2 separate regions of the Mus musculus genome follow, and region 2 is linked to region 1. The links are chromatin contacts, called in public HiChIP or PLAC-seq maps. All regions are on one chromosome and are shown on one strand. Each heading gives the region's core, a stretch centred on a gene start, on an enhancer-like site or on the middle of the called end of the contact. The rest is flanking DNA. Distances are from core to core; before and after follow the strand shown.

Region 1 (4,950 bases), core at 1,178-3,677:
CAGGGGTGACATTCTGTAAGGACATAGCAATAGCAAGCGTCAGATACATGCCTGGCTGACTGTTTGGACCCCAGGCAAGCAGAGACAGCTCTGCCTGCCTGGCTTATTACAGCCTGACATTAACATGTGGCATCTTTTTGGACTGGCTTGTGGAGTTCAGCAGAGCCTGACCCAGAATAGAACATAGTTTATTCTGTCTAGTGGGGTGAGGGGTCCCTCTGAGAGCAGGATCAGTGAGGGAAAGCTTTACTGACGATACCACTGCAAAAGGGTGCTGGAGGCTGAGTTGGGGCTGACAGACAGGAAGAAACGACTCTGGGAAAGTTTTAAGGCCGCTCCACAGACTTGAGCCTGGGCACTCGGCCTCATGGGCCTAACTAAAGGTCCAAAGTCTATTTATGTCTGTTGGCTAAGAGTTTGAGGTTCAACCCACCTTCCAAGGCCCCATCTACCTTGCCTTGTTCAAGAATGTCACCTTTTGTCCAGTGTGGAGGGTATTATTGCTGAAGGACAGAGCCCTGATTTGGAGGGCCTGCAAGAAGAACCAGAAGGTCCACATGAAGTCCTATTATGGTCGTGTCACTTCCTCTGACCTTGGCTGGGACTTGGCCTCCTGCCCTTTGGGAGTTCACAGAGAGGTGATATCTCCTCCAAGTGGAGAATGGTTCCCTCCCCTCTCCAGGGAGGCCTGGGTTTATAGATGAAGTTCCAAGGAACCAAACAGCTGGGACTTTTGAGACTGTCTATTCTTGGTGCAAAGCCCCAGGGAGCCTTGAGGCAGAGGATTTACAACGGCAATGCCCCTTTGCTGAAGGCAGGGTGGGGTGGGGTGTTTCCCTCTGTGGCTCCTGCTTTCTGTGGGGTCTGGGGAATAGCTTAGAGTTCAAGTTCACTTGATGCCATCAGCAGAGCCATGAGAAAGGCTGGCATCTTGACTCACCCAGGTGGCCCAGAAGAATGTCACAAACCTTGCTCCAGCTCCTTGACTGTGGGGGCCTCTGGGGTTGTCCACTTTTTCCCAGTGGGAAATTCCAGTCTGTTACCCAGGGTCTTGGGAATAGCTTTGTGGTCTTCAGAGCCACGTCTTGTTAGAATTGTTGTCTCTACTCTGCACTACACTGGGTAAATTAAATTAGCCTTGAGGCTAATGTATAAAGTGAGCTTCATCCGGAAGCCATAGGATAGAATGCCGGTGGAGAGAGTGAGACAACTCCTGATTGAGATGTTGGGTTTGTCCCTGGTACCTCCTCAGAAAGTCAATCAAAGGAGCCAGCAAGATGGCTCAGGAAGTGACAGTGTCTACTGCCAACCCTGACGACCCAAGTTTGATCCCCTGGAACCCATGTTGTAGATAGAGAGAAGTGACCTCTGTAAGTTGTTCTCTGAGCTCCACATTTGTGCCATAGCACTTTGTGTGTGTGTGTGTGTGTGTGTGTGTGTGTGTGTGTGTGTGTGTGTGTGTGTGTGTGTGTATACTTGAGAGGTAGTTCTTAACAATCAGGTAAACTGAGCCCCTGAGACCTGGCTTATAGAAGTGCTGGCTTTGCCTAATCTTCATTCTCATAAAAACCCAATGAGGGAGACAAATATAAGCCTTTTAGGGAAAAAGACTCAAAGGTTCAGCAAGGTTGATAAATTCACTCACAGCTGCACAGCAAACAGATGGCCTGGCTGGACTCCCCCATGAGTGGGCTCAGAGCTGGTCAGATGTGCATGAGATGGGGAATCCGCTGAGAAAAGTCCATCTTGGACCCTGACACTTGGAACCCAAAAAAATGTACTTTCTGGTCAGCCAGGCTTGAAACCTCAGAAGGCCTCATTCCAGGCATTGCCCCCCCAGGACCCCAGAATGGTTCCAGAGTATATCAGGCTAGTCCCTAGACCTGTCTCTAGAAGTTTGGCACTGGTATTCAGGAAGCAGGGAGGAAGGCCAAGCCCCTGGAGCTGCCCCAAGGAGGAGAGCGGTTTGGCCAGCCAGCCGGTGGGGCCAGGCTCCTTTGTTGCACACTGACAGGAAGGTGCGGCCACCACACACTTCAGCTGCCAGCTCACTGTGGTCACTCAATCCATCACCCAGGGTGGGGGCGGCAGGCCCCCAGGCTCCTGGCGGCTAGGCCTGCAGTGTTGTTTTAGTCTGACTCGGGCTGTGAGATAAACGGGGCATGAACTGGCCCCTTGGCAGGGGGTCAGCCCCTTCTGCCCTCATTAAAGTGCCAATCAAGAAGAGGAATGGAGAAAGCTGGTGAGCTCAGCCTCTCCCCAAGGGGCAGGATCCAGACTCCCTGAGAGAGAGAGAGAGAGAGAGAGAGAGAGAGAGAGAGAGAGAGAGAGAGAGAGAGAGAGAGAGCCAGCAGTACATTCCACTGGGCCAGCCAGGCCAGCAGCTTGCATCTGGTTGCAACACTGCAAAGTTGAGAATGGTCTGTTCTGCATGGGGGTGGGGCTTGGGGGACAATCCTTCAAAGCAGGGAACACCCTGCCCTGGCCTGGTCATAGGCTTATGGCTAGGTATCTGCTGCTACTTGATAGCCACACTGGCAATACAGGCCGTCTGATTACCTCTTCTGAATCTCAAAGCACCTCCTGCTCCTTCTGATAGCTGATGGAGAAGCCATGGCCTTGTGGGTAGGGAGCCACCCAGGGGTGGGCAGTGGCCACTGGGCTCAGGCACATACCTGGTGATTTTGTAGTGGCACTGGGAAGGCTGGGTTCACTACTGTACTGGAGAGGCTGGGCCTACCTCTCCTCTCCACATTCTCGAGAAGCCTCTCTCTGACCTGAGTCCTGTCCCCGGGATAACCAGAAAAGCCAGTACACAAAAGCAGAAGAGGCTGAGCCTATTGAAAGCAGGATTACCTCTATTCTGTCTTACAGGATAGACTCAGGTGCTGGCCTGGATGCAGTGTCCCTAAAGGCCTTCTTGGGGTCCGAATGCCACACTGTGAATTCTTGTGGGAAGTCTGGCATAAGCTCCACCCCTAGAGACCACACTGTCAGAAGCCTCTGGGATGGGGCTGGAGGTGGGGACGCTGACCTTCTGTATATATTCCTCACAGTTTGTCTGTTCTCCTAAAGCAATCTAGGGAGATTCCCAATGTTAACCTTAAACCTCTCCATGTGGGTGCACACACATGCACCTCCACACACACACACCATGTACACCCACACGTGTACACCTGTGCATGCAAGCCACACATACACATGAAAAGAAAAGAAAAGATGTTATGATTTTGAATTCCTTTCACATACTAAGCAATAATAATAATTGCTGCCATTGCTTGGGAATTCGTGATGCTTGAAAGCATCGTTTGAAGCAAGTTCTACCTGATTTAAGTCTCCCAACAATGCTGTAGAGAAGAAACCGTGCTGCCCTGTTCTGTGGGTATGCAGAGTCGGGTTGCTATGTAAAAACCTACATATGTAGTAAATCCAACATAAATGTGGTTTGCAACATAAATGTGGTTTGCAACTTCTCTTCTCCTGCTTAGCTGGCAGCCTTCCTCTAGTTAGAGTGGCATAAGTCCAGGTTCTGGCCACCTTGTGGCTCTGCTTTGTCCTGCCTTCCCATTGAAAGCACATGGTATCCTCAGGCTGCTCCATGGAGAATGGTCTGTGGTGGGGGACAAGGAGGTTTGGGACGTGGTCCATTTGCCTTCTGAGCAAACCTGCTCTATCCATGGGCCTAGCTGATCTCCATGATCTGTCTCATGTGATAAATGTGACTGGCTTCCACACCTTGTATCAGTTGGGCACCTGACCCTGACTTCCTGTTAACCTCCACCAATGGGAGACAGTGACAGAAGGTCAGAGGGCACTGGGAGAGGTGAGAGCATTTGCTTGTCAAGATGGATAGTTCTCATTTTCAACTGGATACAACCTAGAATTACCTAAGGAGAGTCTCAGTATAGGACTGTCTAGAACAGGTTGGCCTGTGAGTATTCTGTGGTGGGGGGGGTTGTCTTAATTACATTAATTGATATCAGAAGAACCAGCCTATTGTGAGTGGCACAACTCCCTAGGTTTGGTCCCTGATCTGTGTAAAAGTGAAGAAAATCAGATGAGTCCTAAGCATACATACAAAAAGAGTTGTCAGTCAAATGAAGAAGCACCCTATAGAATGGGAGAAAATACTTGCCGACTACAAATCTGGCCAAGCATCAGTCTCTAAGTCATACCAAGAATGTAAGAAAATAAACAGCAAGAAAACAAAGCAAAGCAAAATGATAAAAATGGGCCATGGAGTTGAACAACACCAAAAATATAGCTGGTTAAAAATCATTTTTAAAAGTGTTCAACATCGTTGGCCATCAGAGAAATCAAACTGAAACCACACTGAGATTCCATCTCACCCCAGTCAGAACGCCTATCATCAAGAAAACAAATAACAACAAATGCTGGGGCAACCACTATGGAAACCAATCTGGATGTGTCTCAAAAAGCTAAAAATAGAACTTCCATATGACCCAGGCGTGATACTCCTGGGCATGTATCCCAAACGCTCCAGTCTTCCGAGGGAGAAACTTACTCATCAGGCTCATTACCGCTCTGCTTGCAATAGCTAGGGAATGGAATCAACGTAGATATCCATGAGCCAATGAGTGGGAAACCAAAATAAACACAATGGGCTTTTATTTATCTATGAGGAAAAATGAAATCTTTGGAAAACAGATCAAAGGTGAGGCACCCCGGGTCCAGAAAGACAAATGTCACAGATTCCCACTCAGATGTAGATCCTAGTTCAAAATTTGAGATTTGTGTGTAAATGTGGAGTAGCTCTAAGCCCAGGAAGCAAAAAAGGACTCTTGAGAGGGAAAGAGGACTTAAGGGAAAAGGGAATAATAGAACACATATAATATGAAGATGGCAGGGCTATGGGGTGAAGGGTGGAATACTGAGAGTTAATGGTTTAACCAGGGACAAGGGGTGTATGGGGGAGAAGAAGGTGAGGGT
Region 2 (4,476 bases), core at 499-2,998, 280 kb after region 1:
ACGATGGTGGTGGTGGTGGTGGTGGTGGTGGTGTGTGTGTGTAACCTGTTTTCTCCTTCCACCATTGGTTCAGGTTCTCAGGCTTGCACAGCAAGTGCCTTTACATACAGAGCCATCTCACCAACCCTCACCCCTTCATACCCATCTTCCATCACACTCTTCTTTCACTCTGGGCAACAAACACCAGCCTCAAGCTTCTTTGGACCCATTAAAACAGGCCCCTGCTTTAGGGCTTTGCACTTACTTCCCAGCCTGCTGTATCCCGTGTTTGTGTGGCTTTCCTCTCAGCAGATTGAGCACAGAGTAGATGCATTATAAATACGACTTAATTGAATGCATACACTTGATTGTCTACTCAGCACTGGGGGCCAGCTACTCAGTCCTCGCCAATGAGGCCAGGGCTCAGATCCGCCATCTATGATATGGCTATCCATTCATTTACTTGACAATTAAGTACAGGACATCAATATAGGCCAGCCGTGTGCTTGGAACTCCACAGGGACCAAGCTACACTCACTACTCAATAGGGGTAGACATAGCACATAGTGGGGCTATGAAAAGTACTAGGACATCATTGCAGTATTGAGGAGGCTTCCTGGACAAGAGGATAGGGTCAAAATGTAGGTAGGCAGTAACCAGGAGAAGACACTGAGAAGTGTGCTCAGTGGAGGGCACAGCACATGCAAGAGCCCAGGGCAAGATGAATCATGAACCCTAGCATGTATAAAGCAGCCAGTGAGAGCTGAAGGCCCTCATTCCCAGACAAGCACTCCCTCCATGGCACCACCTTCCAAAGCCCCAGCAGCTGCCTCTCACCAGGAGGACACTTAGCACAGCACATCTGAGCCTTCCTGTCATAGTATTCCTGTGAGATCTGGCACTCGTACCCAGGTTCCGGTTTGTAGGGTGTCAAGACAACCTGGAAGGGAACAAGGGAGGCAGCCATCAGTATGACTCTGGGCTCCAGCATACCTGTCACCAGGCCTCATGGATGGGTTTTTGCGTTGGAGGACGAGGAAGGCTTGAGAGAGTAGAGCCCAGGCTTTTTCCCTTCTTGGCCTTCCTCTTCAGCGTGGCACGCTTGTGTCTGCAGTTTGCTGGGCCAGGAAGTGGGTTACTTTAGGGCTTCCCTCCTGCCTGCTGGGTGAGACCCAGCAAGGCTCTGAGAAGATGTAGTTTTTTTAAGACAGTGGCTTGACTCACTGTGACAAGGACCTCCACACAAAGCTTCTCTTTTTAGGATGTCTGTCCATCTGTCCCTCTGTCCTTGTGGCTGAGGTCTTCCTTCTCCCAGAAGTACCCTCTACTCTCCTGGGCCTAATGTAGGCTCTTCCTCCTCTGGGTTCTCTCTGAATATAGACATGGCCCCTTCTGACCTTCATGTCATTGTTCTGAATTGGCACCGTGTGTCCTTGCACTCACATCCATGCATATGCACACAGGTGTACATACATGTGTCCATATGCTGCCACCTATGACACAGATAATGGCTGCGCCACCTCTAGACCCAAGCTTCTGACACAGGCCATGGCAGAGCTGCCTCAGGAAGTTAATACAGAATGAAAACAAACCTGTGCACCTCCTCACATCAGTGCTGCCTTACACCTATGGGCTTAGAAGGTTTGGACCAGTGGGGGCTCCTAGCCATGCTCAGACTCCAACTGCCAGGAGAATAGCCTCAGCACTGGCCGACAAGTCTCCAACTCAAAGGCAGTACCTTGGCCTCAACCCAAGACCAACACTCATAGGTTTTGGCTGGAAAACATGTGACCCTGCTGCCACATCCTGCCACCCCACCCTCTTGCCTGAGAGCCTTCTCCTGTTACAAGAAGCCATGCCTCAGGCTGTGCTTCCAGAGCCTGGACCTGAGATGGATGTATTATTGCATTCAGTTCTCTAACAACCAGCCATGTTGGACTCCGACCATTGTATAGAAAGGAAACAGGCATAACGAGCACAGGTTACCCACCTAAGGCAGTGACAGAGATTTGAGCCTGGGTCCTGTCTGTCTCTCTAGGCCATGATTTCAATGACTGGGCTAAGCACTTCCAGGGAGAGACCAGGAAAGCAGGGAGCGATGGGGAGGATGGGGAGGAGGAGCTCCAGAGATAGCGCAGTGGTTAGGGGCACTTACTATTCTTGGAGACAACTTGGGATCAGTTCCCAGCACCAACATGGCAGCTCACAACTGTCTGTCACTCCAGTTCCAGGTAACCTGACGCTCCCTTCTAAGTTCTGCATACTCCTGAATGTGTGTGGTTCACATACATATACTCAGGAGTACTCACATTTTTTAATTAAATAAATAATTATGAAAGGGAGACAAATGGGGAGGAGAAAAAACAAAAAACAAAAAAACACCCAACATGGCACAGAACCAACTGTGAGAAACACAGAGCCCTCCCTCAGATCTCCAAGAGGTCCTCAGTTCTCAGAAGTGTACAGCAGCAGCAACTGTCACCACTGGGTCTATCCCAGTACCTCAGAGACCTGCCTAAGCCCCAGCCTTTCTTCCAGAAGGTGGAACAGCAATTGGAAACTTTAGGGACAAGCATGAATTAGCCATTTCTGCACAAATGTGAACTCATGAGCAAACATGGGAGTGGATCTACAAGAGCAAAGAGGGTGTGAACACACACTCAACACCCTTGCAGCCTCTGCTGATGTCACCTGGAAATGACCAAGGGGTGGTTCTAGGTTAAAGAGGAAGGCTGCTCCGCACTCTTGATTGTACCAGCAGCTGCCGTCATATGGTCAGCAGGAGCTTAATAAATGTTTATTAAACCAGTAACCCAAATGAATCCCCTGACTCCTCAGATAAAGGTGGAGAGTTAGAGAGATGTGGTCTTCTTTTCTTATTCTTCCATCCAGAAGCTGTATGGTCATAGTCAATCAAGTGTCCCTATCTCTCTGGACATCGGTTCCTGACTCAATTCTATGGGAGCAAGAGAGATACATAAAATATCCAACAATTAGCACAGCAAAGGCATGGATCAGTCTCTGAAAAGCCACTGCAAACAAGCCAATCAGAGAAGATGCCGACCTTACTATTAGGCTCATTTGGTCTGTATAGACTGCACAAACTCCCATGATCTGTGGGCAGTGGCTCTGCTTTCTGTCTTTCCCCTTCCCATCCCCAGCTGTGTCTGGAGAGCATCACCCTACCTTGCCTAGTGCTGTGCACTGAGTGACCTCTGAGCCTATCATGTTTCTCTTTGCTCAGCCACTCAGTGATAACAGCTGAAAGCCACCAGAAGCCATGACTCAAGGGACTGGGGTTCTATGCTGTGGACAGTCTTTGGCTCTTCTGGACCTGCCACAGTACCCTAGCTGCCTCTTGCGCCTTTGGCCAAAAGTCCACACAGAGTGCTTCCCTCTTCAGGCGACTGTGCACACCGTGCCCTGGATAAGCAACCCAATACAGCCAGCCCCCTGCCTTGTCTTCATGCTCACCCAGTAACCCCAGATGAGGGCCCATTGGAGGCTGCAGTGCGAGCTACCCTATCCAGAGCCAGACAGAAAAGAGTAATCAATAGTTGCTACCCTGAGTAAGGTAATAATTCTAATGTCATTTCCTTGAGGCGAGAGCCTCCCCCTGGGCACCAGGGCCAAGAAGCTTGAACATAGATGCATCTGCTGCCCTGGCCTATCTCTGAGTTCCTCCATCAAGGCAATCCTTTTCAGGAAGGTCATGCAGACAGCTGGGTGAGGGAAGTCGCAGAACCATGCTGAGTACCCAGTCTGAAAAAGCCACTGCAGCTCCCTCTGGACAGCTGCACACACATCCAAGCGCATGCGCACATGCCTACACACAATATCCTGGCACTTCCCCGTTCCATTTCTTGACAAAACAACCAGTTGAGTCTGAGCACACAAATAAGGGTGTTCCACACTGTCTGGGACCTCACTGACTGTTCTCAAGGTCAAGGGTCTTTGCATCAGGACCTCCCAAACCTATGACATCACATAGGTGACAGCGCGACCTGCAGCATATTCCCAGAATCCACTTGGCTCACCTCCCACCTTTACCTGTGTTACGTCATTTTTTTCATATAAATAAGGGGAACAGCCCTCCCTCTCTCTCTCTCTTTTTTTTTTTTTACTTTTCCTTAATATCTCTTTTTTTTTCCTTTTTTTTTTTCCATTTTTTATTAGGTATTTAGTTCATTTACATTTCCAATGCTATACCAAAAGTCCCCCATACCCACCCACCCCCACTCCCCTACCTGCCCACTCCCCCTTTTTGGCCCTGGCATTCCCCTGTTCTGGGGCATATAAAGTTTGTGTGTCCAATGGGCCTCTCTTTCCAGTGATGGCCGACTAGGCCATCTTTTGATACATGTGCAGCTAGAGTCAAGAGCTCCGGGGTACTGGTTAGTTCATAATGTTGATCCACCTATAGGGTTGCAGATCCCTTTAGCTCCTTGGGTACTTTCTCTAGCTCCTCCATTGGGAGCCCTGTGATCCATCCATTAG

Evidence for each region. HiChIP or PLAC-seq counts read pairs in DNA pulled down with a chosen protein or histone mark.
Region 2: a contact with region 1 is called in a FOXA1 HiChIP or PLAC-seq map of pancreatic cancer cells. The contact joins two enhancer-like sites. A contact is called at or near these places in 1 of 15 datasets of contacts at CTCF or cohesin (the NIH/3T3 cell line), 1 of 484 Hi-C or Micro-C datasets (liver) and 3 of 115 datasets of contacts at active chromatin or transcription factors (embryonic stem cells and pancreatic cancer cells).

What each region holds. Positions count from the first base shown.
Region 1 is chr4:144,947,559-144,952,508 of GRCm38.p6, forward strand. It overlaps Gm42344 (a long non-coding RNA gene), which reads right to left. Exons shown (of 3, transcript XR_881562.2): 1 at 1-4,950. It also overlaps a transcript of Vps13d not described here. Among named protein-coding and RNA genes, the nearest start is that of Gm42344, 6.8 kb to the right of the region's middle. Within about 2 kb of position 2,428, at least 170 of the 459 cell types and tissues checked have an H3K27ac peak or open chromatin away from gene starts, as enhancers often do. A contact at or near this core is called in the NIH/3T3 cell line and pancreatic cancer cells, where this site is marked.
Region 2 is chr4:145,228,188-145,232,663 of GRCm38.p6, forward strand. Tnfrsf1b (tumor necrosis factor receptor superfamily, member 1b) reads right to left here. Exons shown (of 10, transcript NM_011610.3): 2 at 817-919. Among named protein-coding and RNA genes, the nearest start is that of Tnfrsf1b, 16 kb to the right of the region's middle. Within about 2 kb of position 1,749, at least 102 of the 459 cell types and tissues checked have an H3K27ac peak or open chromatin away from gene starts, as enhancers often do. A contact at or near this core is called in the NIH/3T3 cell line and pancreatic cancer cells, where this site is marked.